2 separate regions of the Gossypium hirsutum genome follow, and region 2 is linked to region 1. Evidence: chromatin contacts called from public Hi-C data. All regions are on one chromosome and are shown on one strand. Each heading gives the region's core, a stretch centred on a gene start, on an enhancer-like site or on the middle of the called end of the contact. The rest is flanking DNA. Distances are from core to core; before and after follow the strand shown.

Region 1 (2,700 bases), core at 164-2,663:
CATCACAATTGAGGGATTGAAAGAACCAAATAAAAAAAAAACAAAAAAGAAAAGGAATGTGGGAAATAAAAAAAATATTAAATCAAAATATTATTTGCTTTTAAAACAAAAACATAAATACTCAAGATACATTCCTAAAAGCAAGGTCTGCAATCTATACCCACAACTAATCAGATATTAACTAGAGTCTTTAATTTGACAAAACATATAATATTCCCACTTACTCGCAAAAATATTCAAATCCAAGACTTTAAAGACACACTCAAAGCACTGAGCCTCTAAAACAGATTCTTATTTTTTGACAAAATTTAATAAAATAAAAGTTAATAATTTTGGGGCATTACAGAATTAATAAGATTGGATTTTTACAGAGACTAAATATTAAATTCTAAAAAGCATAGGATTAATAGCATATTTTAACCAATTTATTATAATAAAAAAAATAAAAGAATATATAGTAATTAAAAATTTTATATTTTCTTATTTTTTTTAATGGATTATGAGGAGTAATGTGAAGAAAATTTAGGAGAAATTTCGAAAATTCGCTTCTTTGTATGTGTTTTAAAAGAAGACATTTATTTTGAAATTTCTTAGACTTGACACCAATGAATTTAATGTAGGAGGAGTGTGCGAGGGTTGAAACATATTAAAGCAGGCTCTCTGGGCTATTTTATCATTTCAACTTCCCTTATTCCGTCTTGCTATCATGAACTACAACACTTTCTTTCATCTTCTTTTAGCTTTATTCATACCATGTTCCGTACTTTGCTTGGCTACGACAGCCAGGAATCTCAATTCCGATCAGTTTACACTTCTGGAGTTTAAGGATCGCATTACCCGTCCTCAAAATATCTTGACGAACAATTGGACAGTCTCTACCTCCGTTTGCAACTGGATTGGTGTTGCTTGTGGCATCCTCCATAAAAGAGTTATAGCTTTGAATCTTACAAGCATGAATCTTAGGGGTACCATACCTCCACACCTTGGAAACCTTTCATTTCTACTTTCTCTCGACTTGAGTAGCAACAAATTCTATGGCCATCTGCCTAAAGAATTGTGCTAATTGCATCGTTTGAGAATCATTCGATTAAACTACAACGGTCTTAAAGGGAAAATTCCATCATGGCTTGGGAACTTACACAAAGTTCGAAGCCTGGAAATGGAAAATAATAACTTTACAGGCACAATCCCTCAAACACTTGTTAACATATCCAATCTAGAGATACTGAACTCGAGATTCAATCAATTATCTGGCCAGGTTCCTTCTTCCATCTTCAAGATTTCTTCTCTGAAGGTTATTGATCTCTCCAGCAGTAGACTTAATGATATGTGTCAACATCTTCCCAAGCTTGGAAGGCTTTACTTGAGTTGGAATGAATTATCTGGTAACATTCCATCAAGTATAGCAAATGCAACAGCCTTCAAATTTTGTCGTTGTCCATTAATCAATTTGTGGGGATCATTCCAAAAAGCATTGGAAATCTAACACGACTCGAACATTTATATTTGGGGTCAAATAATTTAGAAGGTACTGGATTTTTTTAATTTCTTTAATTTAAAGCATTTTTTTTATAGAAAAGCTTGATTTGTTGATAACAAAAGTGAGAGCTTTTTATTTGATTCAATGCAAAATAGTTAATTTGATAAAAAAATATATGCTTAAATATATTAAAATCTAATATCTCCAAATTACTGTAGAACAGAAAAGAAAACCTCTTTGACTTATGCTAACAAAATAGGTAGTTTAACACCTTAGATTTTTCAACTATGTCTGCAGGTAAGATACCATCAAGTATTGGTGAATGTTACAAGCTTCAGATTTTAAATTTAGCAGCAAATCAATTCACTGGGCTCATTCCAAAAAGTATTCTTAATTCAACTATGCTTCAAGAAATATATCTATCTAACAACAATTTAGGAGGTATGTTTTTCACTTCAATTTTTTTTCCGGAGTCCAAAAACCTTCTGTTTAATTTGTTTCTTCTATTTTTGCTCATATACTTTATAAGAATTGATTTATTTTAAAATTTATATGCATATACATTTATATACATAGATTCGAATACCATGCACATGATTATAAAATTTTAATTTTTTTAATTAGTTTTTAAATTATTCTAATTAGTTTTTTTAGTTTGTTATTACGTTAAACATAATTAAAATATATTAATTTATTTAATAGTTCAAATGTAATAATAAAATTTTAAGCCATAATTAAACATATGTATTATATTTAATATGTAATTAAAAAAGAACAACATTTTTCAAAATAAAAACTAATAAATATAATTAAAATATATCAATTATTTTTTGTTAATAAAAAATAGTGCTCATAGAAAATTCATGATCATCATTAAAGCATCTGTATAAAATGTAAAATTTGATATATTCACTATTTAATTTTATTTTTTTATATTTAATAAATTGATCATAAAAGTTTGAAATGATATATAATTAATATAAATATAATAGATTAGATAAATATATTATTTATAAAATTTATATATAAATTATAAAGTCGTTTGTTATATAAATAATTAAAATTTACTATTTAAAAATAAAGTACTCTTTTACTTAATGAGAACATGTATACTATTATTTAACCAAATTTTTATTTAAATTTTTATACATTTTAATACCTCCATGAATCATATATATTAATAATGTTATTGATTGAGATGGTGTCACAAATTAACTCGA
Region 2 (2,700 bases), core at 26-2,525, 150 kb after region 1:
CTCTGCCTCTTTTTAACACATCTTGCTTCACTTGTTTTGCAACGCTTCCTTCCGACCACACAGCCCTTTATCATATGCAAGATACTATTCTAAGCAAATATATACATACGAGATACTGATTTTTAGATAACTAGTTATCATATTCAAGATATCTTAAAACCAATAGACTCAAAGATCTAGAACAGTTGCCATACCCTGTCTGAAGCTTCAGGTCTAGATCCATGGTGATCCTACAAATTACAGGAAACAACACAGATGACATTAGCATTTAGAAACAAGAAATTAAGACATGGCATTAACCTTTGATTCAAAAAATTATCATATTTGCATCAATCTTCATAAATAGGTCATTATATCTGAATATTGATGGAGCATGAAAAGAGTGGAAACCTCAAAATAACCAAACACTTGGGTACCTGGGCTGAAACACATTGATGCTCAAGTTGCCCATGGGGAAGCAGCAATTCTATTTTCTGTTTTAACCTACTATTCTCAGCATTTAACTGTTCATTTTCCTCTTTCAAGTGTTTAATCTCGGCAGCCTGTTCATCTGCTGTTATCTGCACTGCAAAATGTTAACATCAAAACAACAGAAATCATGGCAATCATAAAGTTCGACCATTTAGTTTACCTTGCGCTTTTGCCTATACTTGTAATCACTTAGTCTTTTGTTTTCTTTCCTTTGAGCTGGAGTAAGCTTAGCTCTACCGCCGCCGCCACCACCTGATGTGGTTGGTATGAAGCTTCTGATGTTTCACCTTGATTCAATCGTTGATGGTCTGATACAGAATCCGTGACTCCACCATTGATATCAGAGCCCTCCACTAACCCAAACTCAGTGCTAATCAGATCCCATCCATCTGCCATCCTTGAGCTAAAAAACGAAGTGGACCCATCTGATGAATAACCCTCCATTGGTTGATTAATTTGAACGCCCAAAACAACGCAACAATTCTTGAATATAACTGAAAAAAATTGCTCTTATGATAGTTTAACGTAAAATATTGAGGAAACCCAAGGGATGTTCCTTTCCAGCTAGAGCTGAAACCGGACTCGTCTTCTCATAAGCAAACGTGGATCTGATTGAGAAATTATCAATTGAGCTTTTCTACGGAATCATTCATGCTCTTAACTAATAAAATAATGTCAGCTTTTTCCATTATAATATTATTTATTAATTTGTATGTATTAGAGTTAGAAAGGTATTTTCTGCTTCAGCTCATGGTTCCATCTCGCCAGCACCAAAAATCGTCCGAGAATGTAAGAAAGAGCATACAGATATAATGTTTTATGCTGAAGGGATATGAACCCTATGATCCTGTCAGATTATGGTACGTGGAGAAACAGCTGTTCCTTTCTCGGCCGCCCTTATTTTCAAAGTAGGGTCCATTCCTTTTCTTTAACTTCTGTCGGGCGATTAATCGTGTTTCTTTTTAGTCAGCTATCCATTATTGCTAATATTCACTCATTCCTCATCGTAGAGGTCAGCATGGGTTGGGCCATACAGCACGGCCCAAAGTAAGTCCGAAACATGAAAGGATTTAAATAAAAATATAGACTCAAAAAATAAGATTTGATAAAAAAGTAAAACTCATTTAAAAAATAGGTCGGGCCTCAAATAAGGTATTTTTGGCCCTGGCCCAACCCAGCTCGGCCTGAATTCACTAAAAGAAATCTGATTTTTTTAATTTTATTTTTTTATTTTTTTCTTCGTATTTTGCTACAATTTTACTATTAAAACTTATTTTATTGTTAATTTTGTTATTATTTTAAAGACATTTGTTAATTTTGTTATTATTTTGGAGATATTTACTTGTTAACTTGCATCTATTTAGTATTATTTAAGTATACATATTTTTTAAAATTTATTTTCAATTTGTTGAGAAATATTTATTTTGATGTTTTTAGTATTTTTGATGTATTATATATATTTTAAAATTATATAAAAATAATATAAAAATTAATATGGACTGATCGGGTCGAGCCCAGGTTTTAGCATTTTATCCGTGTCAAGCTTGGGCAAAATTTTAGGTCTATTTTTTGAGCCTGGGCCTAGTAAATGGGCCGAAATTTTTAGTTGAGTTCGACTTGGCCCAGCCCATACTCACCTCTAATCACTGGTAGCAGAGATCAATGGGAAGTTAGAATATTTTGATCGTGGGTGAAATTTCGAAAAATTAAAATATTTAATTTTCTTTATATAAATTAATATATAATATAATTAAATGTAATAATACAATGAAATTATTAAAATAGTAACTAAATAAATATAAGTCTTAAAGCCAGGTCTTCTAATTAGGGACAACTAAAATTATTTATTTTTTTATGCATACTATTTTTATCACTTAATTTAAAAGAAAATCTCATTTCACACGGAATAAATTATAATTTCTTTCACAATTATAAAAGCTACTTAAATATTTTTTTGTGTCATGAGAATACAATACGTAAAACATAAGATAAACACAAACATAAGGTACACAAAATCACACAACAACAATATTTTTCAAACAGACAATCAATCCTAATTTCTTCAAAATTTTGTTTTAATGTTCTCTACAAAATATAAATCAATCAAGATATTAGTAATTTTATACAAAATCAATATTCCAAAATCATTCCATCAATAAAAACTTAATCTTGCCTAAAAATTCTAATCTGCCACAAATAAAGTCACAAATTTAAATTCTTTTTAAAGAT

Evidence for each region. Hi-C and Micro-C count contacts between places; a contact is called where the count stands out from the background.
Region 2: a Hi-C map of leaf shows a contact between it and region 1, with 2.5 times the contacts expected there. The contact joins the promoter of LOC107948781 here to the enhancer-like site in region 1. A contact is called at or near these places in 10 of 34 Hi-C or Micro-C datasets (callus, leaf, petal and 1 more).

What each region holds. Positions count from the first base shown.
Region 1 is chrA04:9,464,703-9,467,402 of Gossypium_hirsutum_v2.1, forward strand. No RefSeq gene overlaps it. Among protein-coding and RNA genes, the nearest start is that of LOC121227934, 2.8 kb to the left of the region's middle. Within about 2 kb of position 1,414, at least 1 of the 9 cell types and tissues checked has an H3K27ac peak or open chromatin away from gene starts, as enhancers often do.
Region 2 is chrA04:9,610,450-9,613,149 of Gossypium_hirsutum_v2.1, forward strand. LOC107948781 reads right to left here and starts at 1,276. Exons shown (of 6, transcript XM_016883425.2): 1 at 632-1,276; 2 at 417-560; 3 at 195-230.